Regions from separate parts of the Mus musculus genome. Here regions 1, 2, 3, 4, 5 and 7 are each linked to region 6. Evidence: chromatin contacts called from public ChIA-PET, Hi-C, HiChIP or PLAC-seq and promoter capture Hi-C data. All regions are on one chromosome and are shown on one strand. The core of a region is the stretch at or near the end of the contact, and the rest is flanking DNA. Distances in the headings are between cores, read along the strand shown. Region 1 holds the start of Tma7-ps (translational machinery associated 7 homolog (S. cerevisiae), pseudogene). Region 2 has its middle 12 kb from the start of Cd84. Region 3 overlaps Slamf1 (signaling lymphocytic activation molecule family member 1). Region 4 holds the start of Slamf1 (signaling lymphocytic activation molecule family member 1). Region 5 holds the start of Cd48 (CD48 antigen). Region 6 holds the start of Pex19 (peroxisomal biogenesis factor 19). Region 7 holds the start of Slamf7 (SLAM family member 7).

Evidence for each region. Promoter capture Hi-C pulls out the DNA fragments that hold promoters and counts their contacts. Hi-C and Micro-C count contacts between places; a contact is called where the count stands out from the background. ChIA-PET counts read pairs in DNA pulled down with a chosen protein or histone mark. HiChIP or PLAC-seq counts read pairs in DNA pulled down with a chosen protein or histone mark.
Region 1: an H3K4me3 HiChIP or PLAC-seq map of bone marrow-derived macrophages shows a contact between it and region 6, with 4 times the contacts expected there. The contact joins the promoter of Tma7-ps here to the promoter of Pex19 in region 6. A contact is called at or near these places in 3 of 115 datasets of contacts at active chromatin or transcription factors (bone marrow-derived macrophages, large pre-B cells and memory CD8 T cells).
Region 2: a contact with region 6 is called in a Hi-C map of group 2 innate lymphoid cells, with 2.9 times the contacts expected there. The contact joins the enhancer-like site here to the promoter of Pex19 in region 6. A contact is called at or near these places in 16 of 39 promoter capture datasets (the 3T3-L1 cell line, the C10 cell line, the HPC-7 cell line and 9 more), 2 of 15 datasets of contacts at CTCF or cohesin (large pre-B cells and pro-B cells), 9 of 484 Hi-C or Micro-C datasets (B cells, the CH12 cell line, the G1E-ER4 cell line and 6 more), 10 of 115 datasets of contacts at active chromatin or transcription factors (the 230-238 cell line, the HPC-7 cell line, T-cell acute lymphoblastic leukemia and 6 more) and 2 of 9 other capture datasets (embryonic stem cells and macrophages).
Region 3: a contact with region 6 is called in a promoter capture Hi-C map of hippocampal neurons, with 2.8 times the contacts expected there. The contact joins the enhancer-like site here to the promoter of Pex19 in region 6. A contact is called at or near these places in 3 of 39 promoter capture datasets (the HPC-7 cell line, HPC-7-derived erythroid cells, hippocampal neurons and 1 more) and 2 of 115 datasets of contacts at active chromatin or transcription factors (large pre-B cells and pro-B cells).
Region 4: a contact with region 6 is called in an RNA polymerase II ChIA-PET map of memory CD8 T cells, with 41 read pairs. The contact joins the promoter of Slamf1 here to the promoter of Pex19 in region 6. A contact is called at or near these places in 1 of 39 promoter capture datasets (HPC-7-derived erythroid cells) and 2 of 115 datasets of contacts at active chromatin or transcription factors (large pre-B cells and memory CD8 T cells).
Region 5: a promoter capture Hi-C map of stem cell-derived epiblast-like cells shows a contact between it and region 6, with 2.9 times the contacts expected there. The contact joins the promoter of Cd48 here to the promoter of Pex19 in region 6. A contact is called at or near these places in 6 of 39 promoter capture datasets (the HPC-7 cell line, HPC-7-derived erythroid cells, embryonic stem cells and 3 more).
Region 7: an H3K4me3 HiChIP or PLAC-seq map of pro-B cells shows a contact between it and region 6, with 4 times the contacts expected there. The contact joins the promoter of Slamf7 here to the promoter of Pex19 in region 6. A contact is called at or near these places in 3 of 39 promoter capture datasets (the C10 cell line, hippocampal neurons and pre-B cells) and 2 of 115 datasets of contacts at active chromatin or transcription factors (memory CD8 T cells and pro-B cells).

Annotation. Positions count from the first base shown.
Region 1 is chr1:171,709,549-171,712,545 of GRCm38.p6, reverse strand. Tma7-ps (translational machinery associated 7 homolog (S. cerevisiae), pseudogene) reads right to left here and starts at 1,476. Exons shown (of 1, transcript NM_001372440.1): 1 at 1,017-1,476. The coding sequence starts at 1,458. The coding sequence ends at 1,264.
Region 2 is chr1:171,826,081-171,829,241 of GRCm38.p6, reverse strand. No RefSeq gene overlaps it. Among named protein-coding and RNA genes, the nearest start is that of Cd84, 12 kb to the left of the region's middle. Within about 2 kb of position 1,366, at least 23 of the 459 cell types and tissues checked have an H3K27ac peak or open chromatin away from gene starts, as enhancers often do. A contact at or near this core is called in the HPC-7 cell line, T-cell acute lymphoblastic leukemia, bone marrow-derived dendritic cells and 2 more, where this site is marked.
Region 3 is chr1:171,787,322-171,790,296 of GRCm38.p6, reverse strand. It overlaps Slamf1 (signaling lymphocytic activation molecule family member 1), which reads right to left. Exons shown (of 7, transcript NM_013730.4): 4 at 2,262-2,357. Among named protein-coding and RNA genes, the nearest start is that of Slamf1, 22 kb to the right of the region's middle. Within about 2 kb of position 1,591, at least 50 of the 459 cell types and tissues checked have an H3K27ac peak or open chromatin away from gene starts, as enhancers often do. A contact at or near this core is called in hippocampal neurons and pro-B cells, where this site is marked.
Region 4 is chr1:171,765,154-171,768,381 of GRCm38.p6, reverse strand. It overlaps Slamf1 (signaling lymphocytic activation molecule family member 1), which reads right to left and starts at 1,250. Exons shown (of 7, transcript NM_013730.4): 1 at 1,080-1,250. The coding sequence starts at 1,155.
Region 5 is chr1:171,680,685-171,683,667 of GRCm38.p6, reverse strand. It overlaps Cd48 (CD48 antigen), which reads right to left and starts at 1,676. Exons shown (of 4, transcript NM_007649.5): 1 at 1,502-1,676. The coding sequence starts at 1,574.
Region 6 is chr1:172,124,780-172,128,238 of GRCm38.p6, reverse strand. Pex19 (peroxisomal biogenesis factor 19) reads right to left here and starts at 1,484. Exons shown (of 8, transcript NM_023041.3): 1 at 1,391-1,484. The coding sequence starts at 1,460.
Region 7 is chr1:171,651,123-171,654,326 of GRCm38.p6, reverse strand. It overlaps Slamf7 (SLAM family member 7), which reads left to right and starts at 1,290. Exons shown (of 8, transcript NM_144539.5): 1 at 1,290-1,670.

The DNA of each region.
Region 1 (2,997 bases), core at 227-2,726, 420 kb after region 6:
GAAAAGTTATTAGGATGTGGGAGAAGTGGACCGATTCAGCCATAGTTCTTTGAGGCAAGCTCAGTCTTCTTGGACAGCAGTTCTGTCCCATAGCAAACACCAAATACGACTCAGCAGCTGCAGACCAGTCCTCTAGGCAGGCAGACACCAGGCATGAACTGGCAGCTACAGTCCAGTCCTTTCAGCACGAACCAGCCGTTGTAGTTCAATCCTGAAGGAACCATTAGGCGCACCAACCAGCCTGAGGTGAGGCCGCAGAAGCAGCAGACTGCTACAGGAACCTCACGAGCAGTTCTCGGATAAGCTTCTCTCAATGTCAGCGTAAAGAACAGTGAGGTGGAGCAAACCAAACCAATGCTCAGTGCTTGTCTCCCACTGTCTGTGGGGTCATATTTATATTCCTTCATCAAGTGTCCTTTCACGTACCTGTCTGCTTTAGCAAGAATCCTTTCACCTGTGTGCCCCAGCAAAACATATTTCACCTACTAAATTTCCAAAGAAACTAGAAGTTTCCACTTCACCAAATATTCAAGAGACCCGGGACACTATGATCAAATCTAAGAATAATGGGAATAGAGTTAGGAAAAGAAACCCATCTCAAAGGCCCAAAAGTTATTTTCAACAAAATCATAGGAAATTTTCCTAAAGATGTACATCAAAGTACAAGAAGTGTAGAGAACACGAAAAAGATTAGAACAGAAAAGAAAATCCCTTTCTATACATAATAATCAAAACACTATACAAAGAGAACAAATAAAGACTATTGAAAGTGGCAAAGAAAAACACCAAGTAAAATTCCTCTCCCTCCCCTCTCCCTTTCCTCTGCCTCCCCTCTCCTCTCCTCTCTGGCTATCTCTATTTCTGTTCTAGTTTGCTTCCAGAGGAAGCTTTTCTAAGGATGACTAAATAAGGAACTGATCTATGAGTATAGCAGAATATCCTTAGGAGTCATCTTATCATTAGTTTTTTTCCCCCCCTTGAAACCAGTAGTATTTGGGTTTTTTTTTTTTTCATTGCATTATTTACTTTATTCATTTTTTTTTTTACAAAAGTTTATTACAATGTACAACAGGCTTCAGGATAACATTTCATTCTAGCTATTACATGGCAAAGATGTTATGACAGGGAATCCAGATGTTTGACTGGGCACAGGATAACACTTCATTCTAGCTGTAGGTGGCAAAGATGCTATGGCAGGGAATCCAGATGTTTAAATAGGAATGGAAGAGGAGGGTCACTATCACCCCAGATGTGAGGAACAGCTTACTTTTTGCCAGATTTCTTAATTCCACCTGTGGCCAGGGGGCCCTTCCCGGCAGCCTTGGCTTTTAGCTCCTCGAGTTTCTTCTGTTCCTCCTTTTGTTTCTGCTTGAAAGCCTTATCTTCCTCGTCCATCTCCTTGGCCTGCTTCTTGGGCTGTTTCAGGGGCTTCTTTTTGCCACCTTCCCGGCCCGACATGGCGCCTCCAGCCCCTCAGTATTTGGTTTTAATCTAGGTCTCTGGGTCATCCAGACTCTGGCCCTTGGTCACACAAGCAGGATCAGGCATGGGTTCTGTCTCATGGGGTGTGCCTTAAGTCAAATCAGACACTGGTTGAATATTCCAAGTTTTGTGCCACCGTTGCCTCAGCATATCTTGTAGGTAGGACAGATTGTAGGTCAAAAGTGTTGTGACTGAGTGGACGGTTACATTTCTTTTCTGGTAGCCTTCAGAATACTTTCCTGCACCAAAAACACCAGAACCCAGGAGTAAAGGTTCCATGTACATGCCAGCTCGAGTTATCCATGTTCAATGAGCTGTGTGGGTGTTATCTTCCACAATGGGACCCACTGTCAGGTTGTGGAGAGAACCCATTCAGTGTCTTAGCAACAGCCTGAGTTGTTCAGAGAACTTCCATTGGAACTTCTTAGCCATCCACTCAGTTGAAATTAACCCAGGCCCACTACTGAAAACCCTGTTTGGTGAGAAGAGTTAGCCAGTTGATATTTTGCATTTCCCACCGAAAAGACCCCCACCAGGCTTCCACGTCATCCCTCAAATACTCATTAATTCCAGCCAACTCTCCTCAACTCTCAACCTCTCTCTCAACTCTATATCCTGTCCCCTTTCCAAGAAGACACCCCCTCCATTTCTGTCTCCACTGCCCCCAGTTCACCCACAAAATCCATTACATTTCCCCATTCCAAAGAGATACATATGACCTCCACTAGACCCCTCCTCAACACCCAGTCCCTCTGGGTCTACAGACTACAGCTTGGCTAACACCTATATAATGGCCAATATCCAAACAAACAAACACCCAGCATATTTATCTTTCTGAGTCTGAGTTACCTCCCTAAGCATCCTTCTCCAGTTCTACCCATTTGCCTGCAAACTTCATGATGTCATTCTCTTGAACACCTGGCTTACACTTGACTGTGCAAATGTACATTTTCCCTACCCATTCTTCTGCTGATGAGCATCTAGGCTGCCTCCAGTATCTGGCCATAACAAACAGAGCAGCAGTGAGCATGGTTGAGCATGCATTCCTGTGGTAGAATAGAGCTTACCTTGGGTATAAGCCCAAGATTGGTACAGCTTGATCTTGAGGTAGATCAATTCCCAACATTCTGAGAAACTGCCATATTGATTTCCATAGTCGCCGTACAAGATTAAACTCCCGCCGGAAATGGATGAGTGCTTCCCCATTCCACATCCTTGTAATCTTGCACTTCCATTTATATTATTGATCTTAGCCATTTGTGAAGGTGTAAGGTGGAATTTCAAGAAATTTTTGATTTGCATTTCCCTGACAGCTCCACATGCTTCGCGACCATTTGAGTTTCCCCTATTGATAATTGATAATTCACTGTTTAGATCTGTACCCCATATTTTAATTAATTTAAATGTATTTTAAATATCTAATCTCAGAAATGGATAATTGTCTCAAAAGGTACCACTTGCCAAAGTTAAATCAAGGCCAGACAATCAATTTACACAGGACCATAACTCCCCAGT
Region 2 (3,161 bases), core at 117-2,616, 300 kb after region 6:
CTCATTATCTCTCTACCACCCACAACACAAATCTTGCAGAATTGTCTTCAGGTGACATGAAAAGACCCTTTTCTTTGTTCTCTATTCACTCTAGATTAGCACTTCATAAACCTAACTTACATGGCAGTCTAAGTCCTTTAGATCCACCAAACCCTCTCCTAGCTCATAAACATCCATGTTCCAAATTGGGCTCGTCAAGGCTACTGAAGTGCCATGGTAGTCCCGCGGTCTCTGGGAACCACCATTCTCAGTTCTCTGGTGGACAGTCATATACTGGGCATCATGCACATGATTAATTTCCTTCTTATCACTTACCCCAATGTACCCTCTCCTCTGTCTGACTCTTCCTGAGGTTCCAAGGATCCCAGGATGGACTCTTTGGACATCCAAACCCAGGTCCTCATGTTTTCAGGACATACATCTTACTGAGCTCTCTCCCAAGGTCAATTTCTGCTTTTACTGAGATAAAAAAAAGGCAAAATTATATTTATTATTCTTCATATATTATGGTATATGTAGACATCTATCTGTACACCAAAAACAATTATTTCTGGTACATGGTCACAGAATTTCACTAGTGTTCTACTTCTGTCATCTCTAGTACACATTCAATGCAAATTATTATAAATAATATATAATTTTATCTTATTTTAGTTTGTTTTCTTGTAAACTAATTTCCTAGAAACGTTTTCAAGTTCTCACTTTATGGTGTTTAAAAATCACTGGAACAATAAAGGACTCTTCTTGGTATTTTTCTCTGAGACAGTAATCTCTCTGTAAGGACTAAGATGCTAAAGACTCTAAGGTCTACAAAATGGGAGGTGCTTTGTGTCTTATTCTGGTTTCTTCTAAAGTATTTTGTTATAATGATTTATCATAAACTGAATGACTTCTAAATAGTAAATATATAAATATACTCATCATAGTTTTCAAGGCCAGAAAACTGAAGAACAAGTTTCTGGCTTATTCAGGATCTGGTCAGAATCTCCTTCCTTGTAAAAGTTTCCTATTACTGTGGAAGAATCATGTCAGAAGAGTAAAAGGTTCTGTCATTGTGGAAGAATTATGTCAAAAGAAAAAGGCAACTCTCCTGAACACACACACACACACACACACACACACACACACACACACACACCCCACATTCATTTTATTTTATTTTGTATATGTGTGTTTTGTCTGAGTGTGTGTCTATGCATTTTTGTCTGGTGTCAGTGGAGATTAAAAAATGGTGTCAGATTCAATGAAAGCAGAAATACAGATGGTTGTTTCCTGGATTGGAACTTGAGTCATCTGAAAAAGTACCAGCCAGTTAACCACTTAGTCATCTCTCTAGCCTCTCCAGGGTCACAAGTCTCCATGAAGAATGGTAATTTGCCTCCCTCTAGTGACTTAACTGCCTTCTAAGGCCTTACACAATACCATCATCTTGGAGGTCAGGAGTTCAACAGCAATTTTAAGGAAGCATAAGTATTCACATCATAACTTTCTGAACTCTATATAGCTATATAAAACATGCAGACCAAAATTTCTGATTCTATATTAATACTACACTCAAAATACATTTCTTATAAAGCTATTTCTATGATAAAATATTTATCAAATAAATTGTGCTTCAATGTCATTCCTTGGGTAACTTTGGCAAACATATATGTCACAAAATCTCAAACTTTATTAATTTAATTCTTATGGAATACAAGATTTTGACTTGTAAATTCTTTACAGATATCAAAAGATACAGAATAGCTTAAGTTTTAAAATCTGAGAGAGATGACAACACTTGATAGGCCTCAGTGTTTCCTGTCTTCACATGAATGAAACAAAAAGAGAGAGAGATAATTTGAAGCTGGTTTTAAAGCCTCCAGAGCTATGGATATAACAGTACACCATGACCTATAACTCCACGCGCCAACAACCAGCAGCCATTGCCCCACTGTATTGGGCCTGGAGAGAAAAGACTGAGTCTATGCATAGGGTGAACATTGAACTGGGGGGAGGGGCGGCAGGGAAGAGAGGGTAAAAAGAATAACTGAAGCTGTAGAGTGTGCAGAGAAAGCTGGACATAAGACATGGAGCACAGCACAGAGTTTTTTCTCAACAGGACAGGAACAGGTGGGAGGCAAGGGAGCCAGCGTGAGAAATGGGAAGACACAAGTTACAAATTTAGTTTTAAAGGCTTTATTTAGCTTTATTCGTGGTCCTGGATCCAGGAAAACTTTTATTCCAGAAACCAGAGTAAGTGTTCCAACGAGCTGAGCATAAGTAGCTGGCTTTCTGGACAGAGCATCCCTGAGGGAGGCAGACTCGAGGAACAAGGAGTAGATTTGTGCCTCAGCCTTGGTTCTAAAGTTGCTTTCCCTAAAAGCTAGGGCCAGGAGGCAGAGCAACAGCAAGATAACTGGTGAGTACTGGGTTGCTTTACATTATTCATTTTTCTGTTTTCCTACATAATAACTTTATTACCATGCCAACTGACCCTAGCTTGTCAGGGCTGGGGGCCATAACTCAGTGGTGGGGACTGCCTGGCATGTGAGAGTTTGATCTCTAGCAACACCAAACCCGACAGTCCAGAACAAGAATTACCACACAAAACAACCTAAAGTGATCCATTTGGAAAATGTAGCTGTTATTTCTCTCTCTTCTGATTTCTGAAACCAGGTAATAAGTTAGTCAGTTACAGAGCTTGGTACAAGTGACTCCATTTTTAAACCCTAGTTTGGCCTGTCAGGGGCTAGGATTGGGAACTTAATTCCAAACAATAGTGCCATATTGTGAAATCATTGCTCATTTCTACTTCTGGGAAAGCCTTCCATGGTTAGCTCTCCCTTAACTAATTTGCCAGACTGTGTGAAATACCACACCCAAGTGGTGAGATTGGGAACTGAAAAGGAAGAGCTAGCTCTGCCATTACCTCTCAGATCTGAAAAAAGAGATATTTGCTAGTAGGTTGATCAAAGGCTCAGGAGGGCCACACCCAAAGAAATGGGTTAAAAAAAAGGTTTATTAACTTTTACTTAAATTGAAACTCAACCTGACAAAGTTGAATTCCTAACTACACTGAAGTGATCAGTGCCTTACCACATCTGCCTGACAGAAAAAGGAAGCAGGTTGTCGCATAAAACAGATACAACTGGAAGCCTTGGCTTCCTCTATTACAGTGC
Region 3 (2,975 bases), core at 342-2,841, 340 kb after region 6:
CTACTTGTCCAGTCCCCTTTAGGTACAGTCAGGGGTACAAATTGAAACTGTACTCAAGTTTTTAGTGACTTTCAACCTTGCAGGCTCTCTCCTCGAAATATAGAATTGGTAGGACAATCCCAAATGATCAAAAAGACCACTGAATCGAGATAATTTAGATTTTCTTTCTGTCTCTTCCATCCCACCCTTTCTTCCATCCTCCTCGTTTTCAGTTCTGAAACAGAATTCCAGGAGCCAGCTCAACTTGGCTCCAAGTCAGCTAAGTCTTAGGATGTTACGGAAAAGACCTGAGCCCTAGTCCTTAGCCTTAAAGGTAGCACTAGCATTGTTATACTGTAGTTGTAAAACGAGAGACTTTATATTTCTTTTTAATTTTTATTTTTTGAGACAGGGTTTCTCTGTGTAGCCTCACCTGTTCTGGAACGCACTCTGTAGATCAGGCTGGCTTCAAACTCAAGAGATCTGCCTACCTCTGCCTTCTGAGTGATGGGATTAAAAGTGTGTCTAAGAAGTTGTCTTATGTGACTGTAGCTTCAAGTACTTTAGACCCGCTGTTAGTACTGTTTCTAGAATCTTCCAGCATAGTTCTCTGCTAGCCTTAAGACTTAAACATTTACCTGCTCACATCAAGAGATGTGCCTGTTTATAGATGTATGCGTATACATATGCATCATGCAGGAAAACCACTATGGTGCTGCTGTGTATTGGTTTGTGCCAGTCACCACAGCAATACCACAAAGAGGATAATATCCTTGCTTTGCAGATGGTGAGAAGTTTGCTTGGTTACCCTGCTCATTGGTGGCAAAGTGCATTTGAATGCTGTCTCAGGCCAAAGCCCCACGTTTTCATTGGCTTATTTGGGGATGGGGTCTCACTATGTAGCTCAGGGCTGATCTAGAACCCATGGGTTGGAGTGATCATCCTGCCTCAGACTTGCAAGCAGTTGTTACTATGGATTTGTCTCACTGCACTCTACCCAATGCCCACACTCTTAACTCATAAATTCCCCTGGAGATGGGAACCAACCTAAAACTCTTCAGAGTCAGGAGGCATTTTGGAGCAGATACCACTAGACATTGCCAACAGAATCCCTTGAGCAATATTTTGTGGAGGGCGTAGCAACTGAATGTAGATTTTGGCACAGGTTTGCAAGGCATAATGATGCCTGAAAAAGGTGGATATGTGTTTTGATGGTGGGTGGAAGTGGGCTTTAGAGTGTGGGGGGAAGGGAAGTACTGCTCCCTTAGAGTTCAGCCATGTGCTGAGCAGAACACCGTGTGGAATGTGTTGGAAAACAGTATAGCTTCGCTAGCTGGCCTAGAGGGGAAACTCCATCTGCTTTCTTAGCCTTAACATTATCTCACTGTTTTCTACTAAGGCTAAGTAGACCCACTCCCAAACCCTTACCTCTCAACAGAATTTTTATCTGAATAACACACCCCGCCCCCACCGCCTCAGCGAACTTTTCGCTGGAGGAAATGAGATAGAGGTAAGTGGCTATGCTGCAATCGACATCTTATATAAGCAAAACCAACATCAAGGTGCTGAGGTAAGGGCTTTTCTAAGAAGACTGTATGTGGATGACATTTACGGGCTTCAGAATGACATGAGCCATCTGCTCGGCAACGAGAAGGGAAGAGCATCATGTTCTGCCTTCTATTGAAGGAAGGCCAACCAGGGCCTCTGAGTCAGGATGCTCTGATCAAGATGGGTGGTAGTCAGTAAGGCTGAGGGGGCATATGGCCTTGAGATAGTGAATCACAGGATAACTGGGAAGAAATACAAAGTGCTTAAACTTAGAATCACAGTCTTGCTGCTTTTAGCCTACCCGGGGACACGTTTCATGGCTGGATCTAAGAGTCCTCTGAATCCTGTTCCCTGGTAAATCTCAGTGTGCTGTACCTCCTGTTTTGATTCCTTTAGCCTTCTGCACAAGTCAAACTTCAGTGCTGAGTTTAAATTATCTGCACAATGTCTTCTACATTAGACACTTGTGGCTCTTTCCTCTACCGACTCCTTTAAGCTGGTACAGGATCTCAAGAGACTAGAATTGCACTGAACTGGACAAGATCTCAAGAGGATCTTATTCTTTTTCACAGGGCTCCCAGCCAGAAAGCTAAAGTAGTAAGATTGAGCCTGTGAATAGAGTGACAGCATACAAGATCTTATTGTCTGTATACAAGAGTCTGTGCTTGCATAAAATCTATTCCACCTACCACTGTTGAGCCCAGTAAGAAGACCCTTCTTACAAGACAGCCTACCTTGTCTTTTCATCATTATTATTGCCGTGAAAACCAGGATGAAGATTATAACGACCCCCAGTGGTACAAGAGTATATTGCATCCATGGACTCGATTCTGAAAAACAAAGAAACAAACAAAAAAACCAGTTAAAGGTCAATAGCAAATGCACTGTGGGTTTAAAAATACTCCACCCAGAAGTGAAGGGAGTGAGCCTCACCCCACCCGGAAAAGAGGGGAGCCTCTGTTTCAGTATCTGTCTCCCTGGGGAGATGCTTGTTTGCATGGCTTTAGAGATGGCTTTAAAGCATTAAGATTTCCATGTCTACCTCCTTACCATCATTTTACTTATTAGCCCTGTCTCTCCCATTTCTAATTTCACAAAGATGTTTTTAAATAAAATGCTTTCTTTTTCCTTGTCTAAAAATAGCATATTGGTGTCTCTCCTAAGCCAATCTCTTGTCCTGCTCCTCCATTTTAAAATCTCTAATGTATTATGTGCCCATTTTTGGTAAAAGGGATATGATGGTCCCGTGCACTTGTCCCTATGCCCCAAACTACTCCCATGAGACAACTGGGGCGGAGGGAGGGGGAGGAAATATGCTTTTCTTCTTAAAAAAAAATCAATACAATAGTGCTATTATTGCCTCTCAATGCAAATAACTATGTTGAACCTACCAGACCCAAACCAAAAGAAACACATGTAATGTTTCCTGGCAATTGTTACCCTATTCT
Region 4 (3,228 bases), core at 1-2,500, 360 kb after region 6:
TCCAAAGATGCTCAGTTTGATTATCTCAAAGTGGAGCTAGACAAGGGTCTCCTCATCTGAGACTTGAATAAAAGATTCTAGGTACAGCCCCCCACCCCCAATCCCTGGCACATTTCAGGGTTTTTCTTAGAAAAGTCCATAATGGATTTACAGTCATGAATCCCCCACGACCAAAATGCTCTGGCTCTCAGGATTTCCCCGATCCGCTTCCTAAAGCCATCTCTGCCAGGCTGTCTCCCACAATCTAATTAAACTCTACAATGGAGTTGACCATTCATTCCATGGTTAGCCCAGTATGCACTGCTTAGCACGGTTGCTCTCCAATACCTTTCCTTACAGTTCCCACCCACTAAGTAGAAAACAACAGCTTGCCTTGGAAAAGAGAAGAACCAGAGGGATGGGAGAGAAGTCCTGCTCCTTTAACCCTTTGCCATCACTTGAGCCCACTGCAGAGCCTTGAAGTTTCCTGATTGCACTTTCCCCATTCTGTAAGCAACCCTGGGCTCCAAAATCCCAACGTTTCCTCTTCTTGGTGCTTTGGAGTCATCTCTTATAAGAAAGCATGACCACACCGCAGCCACTGTCTGGTGTGAGCCTAAGGTCTGAGGTTTCCCACTTCTACCTGTTGCTCCTATCACCCTTGCTTTTCACTGGACCGGTGTTCTTTGTCTGCCAATGATGTACATGTGAGAGTCGTTTTCCTCAGCAGAAGTATAGGTCAAGTGTCCCAGAGCTTTGGTCCCTAGCCTGGGTCTTTGCCAGAAGGGTAGCCACATAAACCAGCTACTCAGAATTTTAGCCTGAGTCCAGGAAGCTGACTATGGACATAGCAGGTGCCTTTAGCTTCTGGTTTCCATAGAAACTAGTGTAGATGGGACAAATCCTTGTAGCCCAAGGCTCAGGGAACTCAACAGGTTTCTTCCTCTTTGAAAGACACAGTGGAAACCCAGAGGCACTCTCCTTAAAGAAGAGGCAACTGAACAGCACTCCCCAGCCCTTGGCTTCTCCATCCATGGGGCTCTGCTGATTCCAAACTGCTAAACACAAGACTCAAACCCTTTAAACAAATGGACACTCACCTGTTCCGTAGCTCAACTCAAAAGCCAGGGAGAGAAACAGAAGTATTCTCCAGGAAAGGGATCCTTTGGGATCCATTAGCCAGCAATCGCAGACAGGGTCCCCAGCTGTGAGCTCAGCTCAGCTCAGCTCGGCAGGACAGCTGCTTACTGTTACCCCCAAGGAAGAAGCTCTGATCGTCGAAGTGCTGCCTCTGCTGACAAGTTCCTGAACCAGCTTCCTGTCTCAACCGGGTTTTTTTTTTTTTTTCTACTTGAGCCTCCAGGATTGCTCATTTATGATCAGGCTTAAATCACTTTATCACTTCATTGTTCTTGAGAAGCCAAAGTCAGGTGTTCAGACCCATGGGAGTTGGGAAAGGGGCTGTAATGTCACATCAGTCAAACCCTGGCTTGGGGAAGAAGTGTGATTCCCCCCCCACCCCTCTTTTTTTCTAAGCTGTTTCCAGGAAATGGGTGTCACAAGTTCTTTGAGCAGATCTGTCTGGTAAACTCTTCTTGGATCCTAAGAAAAAAACGGACATTGAGTAGACCACCTACAAATTAGGGAATCCAGAGCTCAACTTCTATTTGTAACTTACTTGGCATGAGATGACAGGACTGTTACTTATGATTCGTTACATAATCTCATTGAATACCTGTGCAAGTGATACTTTGAGCTATAGTCACAAACTGATAGAGTAGACAGGCGTAGACATCTCTGACCAACAGCCCATTTTCCTGACAGGCACAGTGGGGCAGAATCAAGTTAGCTCTCTGTTGCCTTCAATTTAGAAGTTGTTTGTAAGGTTTGCTATGGAGAAAGGATGGAAGAAAGAACTTCCATGAACAGAACACTAGAATAGGAGCTCAAAAGGAGACTTTGAAAGGTGAGGCTGTGTGTGTGTGTGTGTGAAAGTCAAAGAACAACCCCTAGGAATCAGCTTTTTTCTTCCATCATGTGGGATCAAGTAATTAAACTCACGTTGCCAGGCCTATGCAGCAAGTATCCTTATCCACCAAGCTATCTTACTAGTCCCCAGGCTAATGCTTTTAGAATCCATTGTCATATTCACAGATAATCTACTCTTGACCCCAAAGGTCATGGGGTAGAAAGAGCTGGAGTTAGAGGAAAACTGGTCTGTAGTTCTCTTTGTTTTCTCTTCTCCTGCCTCCTGTATCCAACTTCATAATGATGTATTGGGCATGGTGTGTTCCCAGATGTGTCCTCACTGTGGTAGCTAGGAATTAACTCCACATAAGGGGTTAATATCATAGAAATTGAAAAATGATATAAATTGGAGTTTCCTTCCTTCCTCCCTCCCTCCCTCCCTCCCTCCCTCCCTCCCTCCCTCCCTCCCTCCCTCCCTCCCTTCCTTCCTTCCTTCCTTCCTTCCTTCCTTCCTTCCTTCCTTTTCCCTTTTCCTTTGTTTGTTTGTCTGATGGTTTTATTGTATTTTCTTTTTTTGAGATAGGGTCTCACTATGTAGTTCTTGCTGGCCTGGAACTCACCATGTAGACCCGACTGGTCTCCAATTCACCTGGTTCTGCTTCCCAAGTGCTGAGATTAAAAGTGTGCACCACCACACCTGGCTATTGAATCAGAGTTTTCAAGAATAATGCATGCCCTTGAGTCACACAACTCCTGGAATGCATGCTCCATCCTGTGTGCTTAGGTCAGGCCCCTCCCTCTCTTCAAAGACTTAGACTCATGTTCACTTTATTCTTCTAGGATGAACTCTTTACTTTTAAAAAATAATAGTTTTATTAGTTCTTTGAGAATTCTATCATATTCATGTCCCCTATTCTTCCAAGGACATCCACCCAGCTTTGTGTCTTTTCCTTCTTAGCCCATCAAAACAATTTTGTGCTGCCCAAATATTCCTGGATGTGTGATCTTCCACCAGAGCCTGGATGACTTACCAAGGACTATGTTCTTGAATACATATGTGTCCCGCTGTGTCTGGAAGACACTGGTTCCTTGTAGTCGCCCACCACCTCTGTCTCTTACATTCTCTCCACCCCCACTCTTGTGAAAAGGGGACCCAGTATAGATGTTCCATGCGAATGAGGATCTATAATGAAAAAGAGCAAGCTGAGCAAAGGAAAAATACTAAATGTACAGTTGGGGGGAGTAGAAAATAGCACCAAAAATTTCAATAGAGTCAAGTCC
Region 5 (2,983 bases), core at 427-2,926, 440 kb after region 6:
ATGCAAATCAAAACAACCCTGAAATTCCACCTCACACCAGTCAGAATGGCTAAGATCAAAAATTCAGGTGACTACAGATGCTGGCGAGGATGTGGAGAAAGAGGAACACTCCTCCATTGTTGGTGGGATTGCAAGCTTGTACAACCACTCTGGAAATCAGTCTGGTGATTCCTCAGAAAATTGGACATAGTACTACCAGAGAATCCAGCAATACCTCTCCTGGGCATATATCCAGAAGATGTTCCAACTGGTAAGAAGGGCATGTGTTCATAGAAGCCTTATTTATAATAGCCAGAAGCTAGAAAGAACCCAGATGTCCCTCAACAGAGGAATGGATACAGAAAATGTGGCACATTTACACAATGGAGTACTACTCAGCTATTAAAAAGAATGAATTTATGAAATTCCTAGCCAAATGGATGGACCTGGAGGGCATCATCCTGAGTGAGGTAACTCAATCACAAAGGAACTCACACAATATGTACTCACTGATAAGTGGATATTAGCCCAGAAACTTAGGATACCCAAGATATAAGATACAATTTGCTAAACACATGAAACTCAAGAAGAACGAAGAACAAAGTGTGGACACTTTGCCCCTTCTTAGAATTGGGAACAAAACACCCATGGAAGGAGTTACAGAGACAATGTTTGGAGCTGTGACGAAAGGATGGACCATCTAGAGACTGCCATATCCCGGGATCCATCCCATAATCAGCTTCCAAATGCTGACACCATTGCACACACTAGCAAGATTTTGCTGAAAGGACCCAGATAGAGCTGTCTCTTGTGAGTCTATGCCGGGGCCTAGCAAACACAGAAGTGGATACTCACAGTCAGCTATTGGATGGATCATAGGACCCCCAATGGAGGAGCTAGAGAAAGTACCCAAGGAGCTAAAGGCATCTGCAACCCTATAGGTGGAACAACATTATGAACTAACCAGTACCCCTGAGCTCTTGACTCTAGCTGCATATGTATCAAAAGATGGCCTAGTCGGCCATCACTGGAAAGAGAGGCCCATTGGACTTGCAAACTTTATATGCCCCAGTACAGGGGAACACCAGGGCCAAAAAAATGGGAATGGGTGGGTAGGGAAGTGGGGGGGAGGGTATGGGGGACTTTTGGGATAGCATTGGAAATGTATTTGAGGAAAATACGTAATAAAAAATATATTAAAAAAAAACGGAGCTCCTTTTAGCAGAGAGCTTCCTCTTACTAAAAATTCCTTCACAGAGCACCAGGCATGAGGTATATGTAGTACAAGGGTCCTACTTCCCCACCTCCCCAGGTCCCGTTTCTCTTGTCCTCCTGGGAAAAGAGATGGGGCCTCGTTTTCCAGAGCTGAGGAACACGTCCCAGCCTTCCCCCCAGTCCCGCTGCGAGCATGGTAGCACCCAGCCCAGGAGCATGCTCATTTCCAGGGTTGAGCTACATCCCACCTCCCCTTTCCCAGCTGGCCATGCCTTCAGTGCACAGCCGGACACTTGGAGGAAGCTACCTTGAAATCCAGTTCCCAAGGGCAGCAGTAGCAGTTCCAGGACCAGACACCATCCCTGTTTTATGAAGCACATAATACTTAGAGAAGCTTCCCCAGAACACTGGAGACAACTGTAAGAGAAGTCAGGGCGCCTGCCCTTCAATCAGGAAGCAAAACCCAAAACCGGAAGTCGTATGAGGTTTTTCTGTTTTTTCTCTATTTCACGAATTACCATACACAACAGGAAAGCAGACCACTACCATCACACCACATGGAATGAGATTTCAAATTCTCCTACCCACTAGAGATCAACAAGAAAAATAGCTTGGCTTAAAAGAATGGATTTTTCAGCAGTGCACTTTGAGCACTGAGGCCGAATCTGCTGTTGCCTGTGGGGAGTAAGGAGAGGCTGTGACTGGGCAGAGACCACCAGCGTCGCAGAGGGGAGTTGACTATCTCCAGCCACCTCCAGCAACGCCCATCTGTCCGTTCACATGGCCCTCTGCCCTGTTCCGCATGCAGCCTGCTTCTACAGGAGGAGACACCAAGTCAACTCACTACCTGACATTGGGAATCATGTCTTATGCTCCTGATCACACGAGAGGTCTATGAGATAGCTACAGCAGGTATCAATTCTTGTACCTTATTGAAACTCAGAGTCAGGTTTGCCTAAGTCATGTGTCAGTTATGGTGAACTTTCCCATTTATTCTCCACATGCAGAAAGATGTTAAGATTATGAGTCTCACCAGAATCTTCTAGAAATCAGGTCTGGCCAGCCTCCGGCCCTTTTCTTATGCCTTTCTGCACTGTGCCTGCTGTTTTCTCTGCCCAGCATGGCAGACAGCAAAGCTTTGAACTAGAAGAGAAGATACGGCAGGAGCAAATGAGCAAGGTTTTATGGTGGATTTAGGCAGAGACAGTTTTAGATTACACATTAAAAAGGAACTGAGAAGAGGAGGTAGGGCAAAATGAGAGGACCAGCAGGATGCGGAAATAGGCGTGGTCCAGCCCCATAGTATCTCAAAAACCAACTCCCCACCCATCTTAGCAGAGTCTTCCTAGAAGCAGGAGAAAGAGGACAGGGTTGCAAAAATACGCAAAGAGCAGGTGTGGAGAACCAGCTGCAGCACTTCCAAACATACAGCACGGTGCTCAGGCTGTAGACGTGTCTTGGTAGTTAACAACACTTGTTCTTGGAGGTCACCCAGGTTTGATTGATTCCCAGTATCTATATGGAGGCTCAGAACCATGTGTAACTGTAGTTCCAGGGGATCTGCCACCCTCTTCTTACCTCTTCTCACGGAGAGTAGGAATGCACATGACATACATATGTACATGCATACAAAACAGCCATACACATAAAAATAAATAAACCTAAAAAAAAAATACAGTTCTCAACATGGGCGTGGTGGTGGTGCACCCCTTTCATGCCAGCACTTGAGGCAGAGGCAGAAAGGCAAAGGCAGAGATGGTCTCTGATCCAATGTGTCTCACACCCTAGA
Region 6 (3,459 bases), core at 235-2,734:
GCCTTTAATCCCAGCACTCAGGAGGCAGAGGCAGGCAGATTTCTGAGTTCGAGGCCAGCCTGGTCTACAGAGTGAGTTCCAGGACAGCCAAGGCTACACAGAGAAACCCTGCCTTGAAAAACCAAACCAACCAACCAAACAAACAAAAACCTACACATTTCATCTAACATGAAGAAGAGGGGAGAGAGAGCCTTATTTCTTGGAATTCACTCTGAGGCCTTAGCTAATATCGTCTGTTGAGGAAGCACAGAATATACCACCCGGCTTTCCACCGTTCTGACTACTAGGATACATTCGACAAGAAGGTATTAACTCTTAAATAATGCTCCAATTTAGATCGCCCTTAACAGGCACCTATAGCCTCCTTGGCCTCATATGCAGTAAGCCTGGGCCAGGCCAGTCACTGGGCACTCCTCACTTCATCTGTTCATTTTCTACCTGCTTATATCGCTGTGACTGAGCAAGAGATAAAAGGTTCACCTCTGCCCTGAAAAGCCTGTGTTGTCACCATCACTCTGCCTGCCAGGACTAGGGAAAGGGCACTGGCCTCACTGGCGCAGGAAACGGGAGTGGAGTGCAAGGCCAAGAAAGAGATGAAGGTCCACCATCTTTTCAGGAAGAGGAGACCTTTTCCCCTGGGGCTGGCTCACTTTGTTTTCTCCAAAGGATAAATAAGGGATGTCAGGCATTGTGGTGCCATGCGAGAATGCGGAGGAAGGGACTGGAAAAATCACAAGTTCAGGGCCACTCTACAGTACTCAATGAGTGTGAGGTCAGCCTAAAACTACACGAGACAGTCTCTCAACATCACACTAATTTTAAAAGGAGACTTCTTTGACTACTCGCACGAAAGAACTAAGGGTCTGGTAAAAGAATGAGGAAAGACTGTGCGGTAAAAAGGCGTTTCGGGTTAAGAAAGATACTATCATGGACATATGGACCTTTGGAGCTTAAAGATTATTTTGTTCTGTGAATCCTGCTACTGAAAGGAGAGGCGATTTTAATAATTTACAGAAGGCGATCCTGGTGGGTCCAGCCTGTGATCTCTGTACTCCCAGTGGCGGAGGCTGAAAGACTGCCGCGAGTTCCAGATCAGCCTGGGATACCGAGTGAGAGAGCCTTGCCTCAACAACAATCCGACAATCGAAAGCAAGAGAAGTTTGTAAGGGGCTCGTGAAACAGCTCTTTACGGTTAGTGTTCCCCTTCGCAGGGAGATGTGCGGTTTGGACACAGCCAGCTAATAAAGAGGGCCGGGGTCGAACTCAGACCACCTCCCCCGCTGACCACTGAAGAGATTCTCCCGCCCCGCTCAGAAACCTCAAGTTCCTCTAACCCCCACGATGGATCCTCTCCCCGATACTTCTGGTCTTTCCCATCGTGCACTCTTACTTTCCAGAAGCTCCTCCAGTTCCCGGTCGTCTTCGACCCCAACACCGCAACCTTCCTCAGCAGCCGCCATCTTACTGCCTCCGACTTGCCGTAGGAGGTGGAACCACTGGCGCCACCACATGCCCCGCCCCAACCCCGCCCCCATGACTTGAGCAGCCAATAATATCGTTCTACCGTGCAGGACCGCCATTTTTAAAGGGACAGGAGACTGGGTTTGTTTTTGTTTTTGTTTTTTTTCTTGGGTTGGGCCTCAAACCTAGGTTCTTGCACGTATTAAGCAAGCACTCGGCTACTGGAGCTACAGAGCCACAGCGGTTTGCCTTGAACTAGATAGATTGCTCAAGCTGGTCCAGAAATCGGGGTCTCCCTTCCCCGTCTCCACTTCCAAACTACTTGACCCATGAGGCCCAGCTGTATTGTGGGGGCGGGTCAGAAGGGGTGGGAGGGTTTATTGCGTTTTGCTTGCCCCATCTTTAACCTGGAATCTTTAATCTGGGTTTTGTTTTCAGGCAGGGTTTTCTAATCCTACTGTCTCCACCTCCCAAGGACAGAGATTACAGCACAGGGCTCAGCTAAAATACGAAGCTATTAAACGAGCAATTTTTCGCTTGAGACAGGATTGCCAAATTGAAGCAACCTTGGTTTCATCCTCAAAGCACACGTGGTAGGAGAGATGTCTATCATGTGCTGGCTCTGACCTCCGAATATGCTCCTTGACATATACACAAAACAGATAAACAAAGATCATCCAATTTATTTTTAGCGTATAATGAGCATCTACTGTTGTATACAATCGTGCTGAGCACAGTGAAATCTACAAGTGGATCAGGGATGGTCCTACCTGTAGAGGTTGACTGGAGATAGAATTGGAAACACAGATGTTACTTAAGCAGATTAAAAAACAAGCATTCTTTCTTTGAATCATTTCTTTCAGTTTTCTTTGTGTGTTGGGGGGATTGTCTTGTTTTTGTTTTATCGAGAATGTTCTGTATGTAGCCTTGGCTTTCCTGGAACTCTGTAGACCAGGCTGGCCTTGAACGAAAAAAATACTCTTGACTCTGCCTCGAGGGTGGTGGCATTAAATGCGTGTACCACCACACCTGTCTCTCTTTTCTATTCAGCTGGCAAGAAGTGGCAAATCCCTTTGGAGCTAGAGCAATAGGTGGTTGGCAGCCACCAGATGTGGGTGCTGGGAACTAACCTGAGTCCTCTGCAAGAACAGTCTTTGCTCTAAACAGCTAAGCCATCTCTTTAACCACCATGATATCTTTTTTTTTTTTTTTTGAGACAGCATCTTGCTCTTTAGCCAATTGTTCTGCTTTAACCTTCCAAGAATCCGAATTATGGCTGTGAATTGCTGTGCCAGATTCTTGCCTGACCTTGAAGGAAGAATGTATAAAACTTAAGAAAATATTCCCGTAATATACACATTTTTGAGAAAGCAGTCTTAGTTTGAGGATTATATTTAAGAAAGCAACTCTTAAATCTGAAAACACTAAAGTCCTGTGCTCTTTGGAGCAGCTTTTCCTCCTCAGTCAGGCACACTCCCCCCCCCCCACACACACACACAATGTATGTTCCAGTTTACTCATTGCAGCAATGCTGATAATCAGCATAAATAACCCAGATACTATGAGGAAAACCTAAACACACAACACACATATAAAACTTTAAAATGTCTTGAATTAAAAAAAAAAAAAGATTATGTTCCTGCCATGTATAAAAGGAAGGTGGGGAAAAACACAGTGATATACTTATAAATATATACTTTTTGAAGGCCATAAGGAAACTGGTAAGTAGTTACCTGTTTGGGGAAAACTAATAGGAACTGAGTGGCTCAGGAAAAAGATACACAAGGCAGTTAGTTTTTTGGGTTTGTTTTGATTTTTTTTCCTCTGAGACAGGGTTTCTCTGTGTAGCCCTGGTTGTCCTAGAACTCATTCTGTAGACCAGGCTGCCTCATACTCAGACATCAGTTGGCCTCTGCCTCCCTAGCGCTGGGATTAAAGGCGTGTGCCACCACCACTGGGCAGTAATTGTGAGTGTATAGGTGGAATGGTGCCTACACA
Region 7 (3,204 bases), core at 41-2,540, 470 kb after region 6:
CTGTCTGCTCTCTCTCGATTTATTTATTTATTTTATGTATGTGAGTACACCATAGCTGTCTTCAGCCGCACCAGAAGAGAGCATCAGAACTCATTACAGATGGTTGTGAGTCACCATGTGGTTGCTGGGAATTGAACTCAGGACCTCTGGAAGAGCAGCCAGTGCTCTTAACCGATGAGCCATGTCTCCAGCCCCAGGTTTTCCTTTCTTACTCTTTCTTTTTCAATCTCTGTCCACGGAATCCTTAGGGGACACCTCAGGACTTTTCAGTGACCTAATTTGACTTCATCTGGGCCTCTTTCCCTTTCATAATTCTCTCCATATTACACAAAAGATCTTGGTCTGGTCATTTACAGGAACAAGGAAAGCTATGAGCTGAGTGACCCAAACCCCTTCTGGGTCAATTTATATGATTAGGCTCTTCCACCTCTCCATTCTGTTTGGCAAGAATTTCAGGAATCAAAATTACAATGTTTTCTAATAACTATTATTTCTATCATTGCCCACATCTGTATAATGTGTTACAAAAGCAAGCAATACTCATTAATGTCTATGATAGGATATAGTATGACAGGAATTGTTGTCACTGATGTGGGTTATTGTCCTGGCTTTGCTAAGGAAATGTTTGCTAATAGGATGTACTTAGAAAAAAATACACCTCTGGCTCTTAATTGAACTAGGTCAAGATGAACAAATAACTGTCTATGAGCCATGTTGGAAAGATATATAGGCAGGCTTTTGAAAGATGGTAGATAACACACAGGCGTGACCTGATGAATCTCTGGAAAATACACTGAGCAAAGTTGGTAAAAGTCATCAGAAGAGGTGGGAAATAGTTAAAAAAAAACCGAAAAACCAAAAAAACAAAAAACACCTCTCCACTTTGATAAAAGTTGAACAGAGGAAATCCCAGTCTGTCCCAGATAGACTGGAGGGTTTATGGAGCCTTTGAGGAGAGAAAGAGGAGAGAAGGGAGGGAGAGAGAGAGAGAGAGAGGAGAGAAGGGAGAGAGAGAGAGAGAGAGAGAGAGAGAGAGAGAGAGAGAGAGAGAGAGCGAGAGAGCAGGAGAACCTACACTATACTCTCAGTAACGGGCATCTTTGTTTTCTATTCTTTTTTTAAAGAGATTGTTCGTTGACAGTTTCCTCACAAATATGGTGAGTTTTAGTCACTTTCACACCTGTTACTCTCCCATCCATCCTCCTCTGATTGGACTCTGCTCCCTAACAGTCATACCTGGCTTCACATCGCTTGGCGTGTGTGTGTGTGTGTGTGTGTGTGTGATCCACAGAATCTAATTATGGTTACCTACATGAGCACTAGTGGGCGGTTATTAGAGCATCTGCTATTTGTTGGTGGTAACAACATCAAAGACCACGACACTCCTTCCCCCAGAAACCGTTAACTGCCAATAGTCCCTTGGGGAGGGGAGGGCTCCATGAGCCTCACTCCTACCCATGATGAAATGTTGAAGGCCCAAGCCTGGCAGAGCTTCTGCAGCAAACCATGAAATGTGTCATGATGGGAAGATGTCATTTCACAGCACACCTCCTTGTCTCCTAGCTCCTACATTCTTTCCACCCCTTCTTCCACAGTGTTTCCTGAGCCCTGATACAGACGCCTTGCTTAAAGCTGAGTACTCCATCACTGATTCTCCGGACTTTGACCAGGTATGAGTCTCTGAACTAACCACTGCCCACAGTGGCATCTCTGAGCAAGGCTGAAAGTAGTGCTAACTTGTGGGTATAAACATGAGTGCTTAGAAGGCAATTTAACAGTATGTCCATTTAGCAAAGCAACAGTAACGGGTTCCCCCTGAGAGGTCCTGAAGCACCCAGCCACAGGTTCTGGACTAAGTTTATAGTATCAAACATGGGTTCTTTCTGGCTGGCCTCAAATCCAATCAGAAAGTAACTGGCTATTCCGACATAATCACACCACTATGGTACCAATGGGGACATGGTGTCAGGTAGGTCAGGATTGTACCTTCAAAGGTAAGACTATTCGTGACTCTTCTCCCCCAGCGGCCTGCATAGCGCCTTGCAGAGCTGTGAAAGCTAGCCAGCAGGGAGGAGACCTCCAGTTCAGTTCCAGCTTGATTTCTCTGTGTTCTGTATCCAAAGTATGTGCTTGGTCTCTTTAGCAATGGGGTCTTACCATCAAATTCTGGTGGGCAACCAAGAGCAGTGGTGATAGCCTGTCCTGTTTTGGGAGCCTCTGGGCCTCCCTGAACCTCCCTGACAGACAACTGGCAAGATGTTGTCCACCTGACATTGGTATTTCCATTCAATTCTGGCCACCCATACAGGGTAACCTTGTTTAAATTCTAATTATTACATTTTAAATACATTTATGAAATACTAAGTTTCCAATCTTTCCTTTTGGTTTTCCCCCATCTGCCACTCCCTTCCACCACCACCACCACCATACCCACCACCCCCATTTAGACCATTCCAGCCCAGTCTCCCAGCTTCTACTTTCATATCACACTTGTGATTGAGATATTAAAAAAGGGGGGGGCGAAGGGAGGGAAGAAAGAGAGATACCAATAAAACTAAAGACTCCAACTGAGTCAGAAGTTTGAGAGTCTAAGACCAGCCATAAAGTTCATTTTTAGGACATAGAAGCAAGCGCCACCTGACTATCAGCAAAATACCTTAGACTGTAGGGAAGAAATCTTGGACAGAACCCTGTGCAGTTTGGGGGACAAAGATCCAGCCAGGTTCCAAGTGACCCAGCAAAAACTGGAAAGGACCCACCAGGGGGCACTTCCCACGATGAGGCCAGCATGTGTGACCCAGCCTCACAAGGAACCATTCAGGGGTTAACAGGCATTTGGGACCGCAGGAAGGACCACCAAGACACTTGAGACTAGAAGGGCTGGACTTCATTCACACTCAAGCCATGCCCCCTTCACCAGACAGTGCTGTCCTACTGTGAGCTCTCTCTTGCACTTACTGTCAGTTTTACTCTCTTCCCTCCTCCTTCTCTCTATTCTTTAATTCTCAATTTCCTTTCCATTGGCTTCCCAACGAGCATAGGTTAGCCCAGTTTGCAGGGTCTCCGTGGCCTCGGCTTCTGAGACCTAGGATTCATTGTATTACTTGACCTCTCTCTCTCTTTCATTCTACCCTTAGCCAAAACTGCCTTGTTCTCCATGCCCATCTCTGTCCATATTGTTCCCTCACAAATCACTCTGCTCTT